Linked DNA regions of Sus scrofa: region 1 is linked to region 2. Evidence: chromatin contacts called from public Hi-C data. All regions are on one chromosome and are shown on one strand. The core of a region is the stretch at or near the end of the contact, and the rest is flanking DNA. Distances in the headings are between cores, read along the strand shown.

What was found. A called contact is a pair of places that touch in the nucleus more often than the background predicts.
Region 1: a contact with region 2 is called in a Hi-C map of liver, with 8 times the contacts expected there. The contact joins two enhancer-like sites. A contact is called at or near these places in 3 of 47 Hi-C or Micro-C datasets (liver and skeletal muscle).

Annotation. Positions count from the first base shown.
Region 1 is chr15:119,529,747-119,535,012 of Sscrofa11.1, reverse strand. No RefSeq gene overlaps it. Among named protein-coding and RNA genes, the nearest start is that of TNP1, 490 kb to the right of the region's middle. Within about 2 kb of position 2,887, at least 7 of the 83 cell types and tissues checked have an H3K27ac peak or open chromatin away from gene starts, as enhancers often do. A contact at or near this core is called in liver, where this site is marked.
Region 2 is chr15:119,384,624-119,389,248 of Sscrofa11.1, reverse strand. No RefSeq gene overlaps it. Among named protein-coding and RNA genes, the nearest start is that of TNP1, 350 kb to the right of the region's middle. Within about 2 kb of position 2,013, at least 4 of the 83 cell types and tissues checked have an H3K27ac peak or open chromatin away from gene starts, as enhancers often do. A contact at or near this core is called in liver, where this site is marked.

The DNA.
Region 1 (5,266 bases), core at 1,638-4,137, 140 kb before region 2:
TTTTTTTTTTTTTTTGTTTTTTTTTTTTTTTTTTGCCATTTCTTGGGCCGCTTGGAGGTTCCCAGGCTAGGGGTCGAATCAGAGCTGTAGCTGCTGGCCTATACCAGAGCCATAGCAACACAGGATCTGAGCTGCACCTTTGACCTACACCACAGCTCATGGCAACGCCAGATCCTTAACCCGCTGATCAAGGCCAGGGATCGAACTGGCAACCTCATGGTTCCTAGTCGGATTCGTTAACCACTGAGCCATGACAAGAACTCCCTCACTTCAAATTCTGATTCCCATGGGACAGCAACCATTCTATGATTCTAGTTTCCAGGTAGACCCAGCTCTGGGCTCTGGTAGTACCACCACTCTCCTTTGCCTCTCTAGCCCTGGGGGTGGCTGTGAAGTTTCTATGTTGCTGCTATCTGATGGCTTTCCTCATCCTCTCTTCTTTTCATCATGTGTACAAGAACTCTTAATATTAAATGCCTATTGTTTATAGTACCTGGATGACTTCTGTTTCCTGATTAGACCCTGTTCTGATACACACTATATGGTAGATTATATCACCTTGCTTTGTCTTTCCCCATAGTTCCTTTCATAAGTTATCATTATTTACTTGTTTATTTGCTTAACAGCATCCTGTCTATTTCCCACATCAAACTATGATCTTCAAGAAAAGGCCTATGACCTATATTTGGCCACCATCAGAGCCTCAGTATCTTCAAGTCCCAGGTGATCAATAATACTTTATTAAAAGAAATATGAGAAAAAGTATATGTGTGTGTATACACACACACACACACATACACACACACACACACACACACACACATATATATATATAGCTGGGTCACTATGCTGTACAGCAGAAATTGACACAGCACTGTAAGTCAACTCTAATTAAAAAAATAAAAAAATAAACCAAGTGCTTAGGTTTTTAAACCTTGGATACATGAACCACTCAGAAACACTTGGATGAGCTTCAGGAGATAAATAAACCTTTTGAAATTCAATACAAATATTTGCATGAACTTGTGTATGTGTATTTTTCCCCCCATGGGCAAAAGTCCATAACTTTCTTTAGTGTTTCAGCATTCTAAGACCTGAAAGTTAAGGAACAGTGTACCTAGTGGGAGAGATATACACATGTAAAACTCTTATTAGGGTTTTATAATATTGATATTAATAAAAGTATATGGGAGCACAGAGAAAGAATAAGTCTTTCCAACTGTTTAAACCAAAAACTGAGAAGTTATCCTTGACAGCTCATTTTCTCATATTTTTTTCACATCCAAATCCATCAGCAATTATATCAGTTGGCTCTGCTTTCAAAACACATCCAGAATTCAATCTCTATCATCATGAACCTAGTCTGAGCCACCATTATCTTTTCTGGATGAATGGAAAAAGGCTCTTGCCCTGCCGCTTCAGCTATTCCCCTTAAATAGTCCGTTTTCATCAGAGTGGCTCAAAGTCTGACAAGAGTCAGATTGTGTCACTTATGTGCTAAAAACTCTCCAGTGGTTCCCATCTCACCCAGACTAGAGCTGAAGGCCTCCCTAAGTGCTCTGTAAGCCAGCTTCTTACTGTCTTTCGCTGTCCTCATTTCCTCCCCCTCTCTCCATGGACAAGTCAACATACCTTGTGGCTATTTCTTTTCCCACCACAGGACCTTTTCTTTGGCTCTTTCCTCTGCTGGAATGCTCTTCTCCCATACAGCTGCTTCTTTTTTCCTTCATCCCTTTCAGGTCTCTGCCCACACCATAACAAATGCCCCTACTCCCCCCTTCTCTATGCTGCTAATCCTTCTTTATTTTATCCATAGCATAGATCATCATCTGATATACTATTTAATTTATTTATTTATTTATTACTTATCCCTTCCACTAGAATATGAGCTCCAACAGGGCAAGGGTTTTTTTTTTTTTTAATTCAAGCCTTGAACAGTGCCTGGTATGTGGTAGATTCTCAATGTATGTTTGTTGAGGGAGTGTGACACTGGTGATATTTAGAGAAACTTAAAGGATGAGGAGGATTTGGAGGGGCAAAGATGGATGGGTGATAGCAAGGGACAAAAGTAAGTGACAAGCATCTGTCAAGGTCTGTTGAGGCAAAGTATTTTCCTTGTGAGTATGCTATAGTTTCAGAAATTTATATTCACCCATCAACCATTTCCCCTTCCCAGAAATCTCACCTAGATAAATTCATAGCTGAACAGAGATTCTACCTCACATACAGAATTGACTCTATTATTATTATTAGTAGTAGTAGTAGTAGTAATAGTAATTATTTGCTTAGTCCGTGGGTATAAGTGGAAGAATTCAACTCCCAGGCTAAGGGATTTAGAGTTTAGTTAGCTATTGATGTTTCAGGGTAAATTTTTGACATTTGACATACCTCATGAATAACACAACAGGTGATTGCATTGGGGGGCAGGAATTGATGGTAGAAGTAGAGCAAAGTTAGTGAGAGGGAGAAAGAGAGAAGGAGAGTGATGGAGAGAGAGAGAGAGAGAGATTGAGACTGAGGCACAACAAAAACTTACTGAAGAGTTTGAGGAGTTCCAGGTCATCCAATAACTCTTTTCCAGCCTCTCTCATCTGTCATCCTGAAATGCTGGGGAGATTGACTTCAAGGAACACAGTCAACTTTTGTTTTTGGAGACTGCAGGGTAAATATTACAGATCTGGAACTGTTGGCCCAAAACTTCAAAGCCTTGAATAAAGCTGCTGGATGATTTGGAAGCCACCTGGCAGGAAATTTAACTTTTGCAGTTTTTTTTCCCTTCCCATTCCTTAATTCCTACCTGCCTCCCCCTTCCTCCCCAGCACCAAATGAGCTATTTGGATGCCATAGATGCAGTTTAGACTTGGGTACCAGCCAAGGTCACGAGGCTCTGTGTATAAGAAGTGAATGCCAGCTGTATTTTAGGCAGAGTTTCCAAGGCCAGAGAGGCAGAGAGGGGGGGTGTGGGCTTCCTGACCCTGGATTTTCTTCTCTCTTTCACACACACACACACACACACACACACACACACACACAATCCCTTTCTACTTCTAATTTCCTGCTTCCAGAAAGAATGATGTGACAACTTTCTGTCCCTATGGACACACTAACTCTACATGAAAGGGCAATAATAGACAATAGTCAGTAAGGAATCAAAGAAACAAAAATAATAGCTAGACCAGAGGAGTCTCCAAAAGTTAACAAGCGCTTTTGAAATCTAAATCCACACTCTGGAGGAGGGCAGTAAGTATAATAAATTGTGAGAACCCAATTCAAACAAATATGTAATTATAATTGTTAGGAATTATATAAACATGGTTCTAATTCATGAGTTGGCTAATTACTGTCACTGGTTCCAATGTTAAAATTAAGTTCAAGGCTTTCTTCTGTATTACATGTAACAATAAATGGTATTTACCTATCTCTATTTATATAATGGCTGAGTGTTTGCATTCTGTTTCAGGTATATTCTACATGCATTATCCTTGGTGTGGCCTACAATTCAATCTTAATTTCTGCCTTCTAAATTCTTAAAATTAGTTCTATCCACTATAGTGCTTAATATTATAACATGGTACTCCAAAACATGATGCCCATAAAAATCTGCCTAATGTGAAAAACTAAAATCAAAGTGAAGAATAGCTTAAGATATGCATCCTAATTAATTTAATGGAGCACCTCCTTGTGTATCATTGTGAATATCTCATTTGACCTAGGGTGCCTGGTCTGTATATTTTAGCCTCTTTAAAAACCTAAAACATATTTAAGTAGTGATTTATAAATGTGAATTATTCAATCACCAAGTAGTTTTTTTTAGGATCTTTTCTCTTTTTTTAAAAAAAATATTATAGTTGATTTACAATGTTCTGCCAAATTCTGCTGTACAGCAGAGTAACCCAGTCTTAACATATATACACTTTCTTTTTCTCACATTACCCTCCATTACGTTCCATCACAAGTGAATCACCAAGTAATTTTTGACCATCTGCTATGAACGAGGAATGATGTCAGGGACATTTGACATCTGAAGATACAGAGTGAAAGGAATGAAGTCTTTGCCTCCAGAAATTCAGATTGTTAAAAGGTTCCAGCCAGCAGTCTGAGGTGATGGATGCTGTGATACAGGTAGTTGACTCAGGATATGGTGGGAGCCTCCAGGAAGCGTACCTGACCTCCAAGATGTTCTCTGGGGAAGGAATCCTGGAGGATGTGATGAGGTTTTTAAGGATTAGCAGGACCTGGCCGGGTAGAGGGGATGGAGTGGACTAGCCAAGAAAGAGAATACAGAGAGTGGTTTGCAGTCTCCCCAGGAAGACTTATATCACTAAGATTCTGTGCATAGAGTGTCCAGAGCTTAGAGTTTCCAGTAGCAAGATAATTGGTAAAAACAAAACTAAACAAGATCTTAAAACATTGAAAAAACAAAGCCTAAACCTAATACATTGTAAGCTAAAGGGGTAGGGGTTCCTGGGATCAAGACTGCATTTCAGAAGGAACTTCTCTTTTAACCCCAAATCATCATCATCCCAAGAACTGGGTCCAGTTTGATCAGTTAACATTCAGAGCTCCTGAAGAAATGACTTATTAAATTAAATTCTGTAGTGTAATAAACACTAATTTAAAAAAAAATACCCAGGGCAAATAGAATTTGTTGGGTGCAACACATCTTAATTTTCAGAGTTATAACAAACATTGTCACCACCAGATGTTGATTGACTCATTAGGGTTGGTGAACTTTTAAGGATTGGCAGGTTTTTAAAGTCTTTGGTAATGCAATGCTAAGAGATAGTGGTTTTCAGGGACTCTAAGGCAAGCTCTAGAGTGGAGGATCATCTTTGGCTCTTCTCCTTAGAGAAGATAACAGATGGAAGAAGAAGAGGAAGAAATCTTTCCAGTGTGACCTCAGCAAGAAGCCATGTGTCCTGGTTGGGATTGGAGATCCTGCTTTGGATCCAGCTTGGAGGCTTGGCTTGGGGCTAAGGGGAGGTCTCTGGAGCTGAAGGTAGAAGCCCAGGTCCTCTATTTACTAGTCAAGAGTCCTACTCTGTGCCTCTATCTCCCTATCTATAAAATAAGGACATTTAGTCCTCACTATTCCTACCACTCCTACCACTTGGGGCTCTGTGAGAATTTAATATAAGTTACTGTGTGTCCAACACTTAGACCAATGCTTGCACCCAGTGAGCTTTCCATAAATGTTAGCTACTGTCATGCTGTGTTGCTCCCATTGTAAATTAAGTGGAACATCTAGCACAGTAATTAAATGAGG
Region 2 (4,625 bases), core at 764-3,263:
TCACCTAGTTACATTAGATTTTAGATCAACAAAGGATAAATTGAAGTTCCCATTGTGGCTCAGTGGATTAAGGACCTGATGTAGTCTCCATGAGGATTCAGGTTCAATGCCTGGCCTCTCTCAGTGGGTTAAGGATCCCACATTGCCATAAGCTGAAGCATAGGTAGGTCACAGATGTTGCTCAGATAGGCTGTGATGTAGGCATCAGCTACTGCTAAGATTTGACCCCTAGCCTGGGAACTTCTATATGCTGCGGGTGCAGCCGTAAAAAAGAAAATAAACAAATTTAGTATTAGAATGTCCAAATATTGTACAGAGCATATTTATCCTTAAAAAAAATATTCGTTGTTTATTTGAAATTCAGTTTTAGCTGGATCTCCTACATTTTTACTGTCTGGTTGCTGCTGAACATCCAAAATGCACAGAGTAGTGCTCTCTCCCCAAATATCAACAGGGCTGAAGTTGGGAAACCCAACAGTAGATGATGGTGATACAAGTACAGTTCAATGCCAGAGAGTAGACGATTTTATATTCTGAACATGCTGAATGAAATACACATCTTTTACAGAGTCAGTAATATACATTTATATGTATTGACTTTTTCAGCTCTAACTTTCAACTTTTCAGGAAGGGTGTCATGGGATTGGGGTCCCTCATCTCTGAAGAATGGGCTAGTAGGTAGTTGTAGTAAGCTGAATAAACGTCCCTAAAGAGATCAAGTCCTAATCCCTGGAACCTATAAATATTACCTTATTTGGAAAAGGGGTCTTTGCCAGTGTGACAGAATGAAGGGTCTTGAGATGAGGAGATTATTTTGGATTACATAGTGGACACAAAGTGCATCACAAGACTCCTTATAAGAGAGAAGAAGAGAGAGAGAGTTGGCACCCATGGAGGAGAAGGCAATGTGATGGAAGTGGAGAAAGATATGGAGATATTGGTCTTGATGCTGAAGTGAAGCAGTCACAAGTCAGCAGTCACAAGTCAGCCGCCACCAGAAGCTGGAAAAGCAAGGACCCAACTCTCCAATACAATCTCTGGAGGGAGTGCAGCCCTTTGACCCCTTGATTTCAGCTCAGTGAAACTTACTTCAAGTAAGTTTGAAACTTACTTCAAACTTCTAGCCTCTAGAATGCTGAGAGAATACATCTCTGTTGTTTTAAGCCACCAAGTTGGTGAAAACTTGTTACTGCAGCCACAGGAAATTCATACAGGGTTCCTCTGAGGATCAAAGCCAGAATCCACTCTTTCCAGGAGGGCATGGGTCAGTGACCAAACAAACATGTTCTCCTGGATCCCAGACGAGGACCAGAGGCAACATGGTCCTTGTTAATGTTCACCTTTGTTTCTTTAACACAGGGTATTCCCAGGGATGGCTTGCGAGCTCCATAATTCCCTGTGGCTGGCAAATGAGTAACTCCTCAGATCTTCCTAGGATTTTAGCAGGAAATACATGTATGTCTAGGTACTGTGAAGCCCATGTCTAGAATATTGGAAGAAAATTGCCTAAATGGAGGGTTAGCTACATCTGTTTCCCAGCAATTGTGAGTCAACATAGCTATGGCCATTGAGCTGGCTCTGGGAGGACAGAAGACTTTGTGCCATGTAAGTCCCATCTACATGGGACCATAGGATTGGGGAAAATGAACTTTTTGTTTAGAGGGGAAATTATTTTATGTTGTGTGGTGTGGTATATGCGTGTGTTTTCTGGAAGGTCACATTTAGGGTCTCTGGGAAATACCTTGTGAAGAGGTTGAGTTTCAGACAATAGCTGCTCATTTCTTTGAAAGCCTCCACAAATTTGGCTGTGCTATGGGGGTGGGTGGCCAACAGCAGGAAAATTACACACTTCCAAATGAAAAATAGAAAAACATGTGAAACTGCCAAGAGTGATAAGTTGTTCTTATCTGTGGAATAACTAGAAAACATCCCGTGGTTATTATAGAGGAACAAACAAGCAGAGACTCTGTGGTCTGTTATGGGTCTGTACCTCTGGCTGTCATCCCAACTCTCTTCCTGCCTGCTGGAGCCAAACCTGGGACTTGAGTATTTTCAAAACAACCCATGGAAGTTCTATGAGCTTTACCAATTTGGTATTGGGATATCAGCAGTTATCTCTTTGTCGCCCTAGTTTCTGGAGAAAGATGCCAAGTTACTCACTTTACTAGAATGCAGTAGAGAGAATGGTTGAGAGGTGGGAAGGAGGGTGTGTAGTCTTGAAACAGCTACAGCTCAAACAGCTGTATCCTGCTGGGCCTGAATATTCCTCGAACAACATGAAGATGGCTGGAGTTCAATGAGTGGTCAGCCTTACCTCCAAGGGGCAGGATGCTCAGAGGAAAGTCTTGCTCCAGATGGCCTCTTGAAATCACTCATTGCTTTTGACCTAAAAAAAAAACAAGCTTTGGGGATCAAGAGTCTTGGGAGAGATTTTCATTCCTGGATTGCAATCTAGACTCTACATTCTCCTAGCTTTGTAACTTTGGACAAATTACTAAGAACCTCCCTAAGTCTTAGGGTCTCTAAATGTAAAATTAGAAGAAAAATACCTACACTATAGCATTGTACCAATCATGTGATAAAACACATAATGTGCTTAGCACAAAGGCCTGGTATAGGGCAAGAACTCAATAAATATCAACTACTATGAGATGCTTCATTGGGGCATTGGGCAATCTTCCCAGAGGAGGTAGGTGAAACTACTGCGCTTTACTGTGTACAAAGAGCTTTCCATACATGTCACACTAGTCTCAATAGTAGACATGAGTTTTTCCAAATTGTTCTGACAATATGGAACACATTATCATACTAAGCAGCTGTCACTGTGCTGCATTTATAGGACCCCACCTGTCACAAAGAATGCAAATCATGCTCCACAAATACCTGAGATCATGCCCTCTGTGCATGGATGTGTTTGTGTGTGGGTTGAAAATATCTGGACCCTACAATTTTATGTAAAAGTTAGCTAATACTTTAATCCAAAAGCTTTTATCTCCTATGCTTTCAGCTTGAGAACACTAGAATAGTGAGGTATACAAATGTGTGGATAAAAATAGTTATTTTACTTTATTTTCTTTGCAGATATCCTTCAGTAGTCAAGGCAGAGTGTGCCTAAAATCTCCTATGGTAGCCCTTTTATTTTTTAACTTTTTAAAATTTCATTTTATTTTTATTGGAGTATAGTTGATTTACATTTACAATACTGTGTCAATTTCTGCTGTACAGCATAATGACCCAGTCATACATACATATACATTCTTTTCCTTATATTATCTTCCATCATGTTCTATCCCAAGACACTGAATATAATTCCCTGTGCTGTACTGCAAAGCAAATTATTATGGTAGCCCTGTATTCTGACATTGCAAACCAAAATGTGTTTCTGTAGCAGGTCCACTGGCTGAAGGAGATTTTTTCATATTTCATCTCTCACCAGCAAGACTGCAAAAAAATATTTCTCCTCTAACACATTCTGCCCACCTTGCTCTGTTCAGAGAAGAATTTACAAAATAAAAATCTGATTTTGCTGCTCTCTCCTTTGGTGACCCTCTGCTCTAGAGGAGGGCTTCTCAACCTTGGCATGGTTGACATTTGGGGAGGATAACTCTATTGTGGGAACTTATCTGTACATTGCCATGTTAGCTGTACTCTTGGCCTCGCCTCAAAAGATGCCAGTAGAATTTCTTGACTTGTGATTACCACAAATACAGAGAGACATTGTCAAATATCCCCTAGGGAGCCAGATAACCCCCGGTTAAGAGACAATGATGCAGGGTACTCTCATCTCCTTATCTGGCTCACAAGGTCCTTCATGCTTCCAACTCAATTTTCTCTGTTGGCTGTGCTCTCAACACAGCCTCTCTGCTCTCTGGGGCAGCCAACTGGAAACTATTTCAGGTCCCTGACCATGGCTCTTTCACTTTTGCTCCTTCTAATTCTGAGCGAGGGGGCCTCAGTATTTTTCCTGTCACAGTACTTACTTCATTATAACTGCCTATATATTTTTCTGTAACATTCTTCTTCTCCATTGCCCTCCTACGGCCTGTAAGCATGATGAGGGCAGGGACCCTATCTTCTATACTCACTTCTGTATCCCAGTAACTAGTACAATGCCTGTCATAACATAAATGCTCAATAAATATTCATTTAATGCGCTCTTTAAAAATCACTCTCTAGAAGAAAGGAATTTTTCCTTGGAGCCCTTTAATTTGTGGAGGCCATAAATAGGTCTTGCTGACTGTTTGTCCATACATTAGTGAATCTTAATTATAGGATGGATGTTCTGGATTTTGAGGTTGATTTCATCAATCTCCCTGACTCTATGCAAGTTTATGCTTGAACATTCTCGGCAGATGATTGTCATTAGCTCTTAACATATGATCATCAAAACATTTTTAAAAGGCATAAAGGGGGCCTGGAGCCAGCAAGTCCCAGATCTGGCCTCTGAGCTCCTAAAAGAATGAAAGCCAGCACAGCATGGAGCAGGATAAAAATCCAGTTCAGTGCAAACACAGTTAATAAGGGAGCCCTAGAGTATGAAAAGTTGCTGACAAAAATCAGGACTATTTAGTCTAGAGGAGAAGATTGAGAAGCAATCTGATAGTGGTGCTTTAAACCACCTGTAG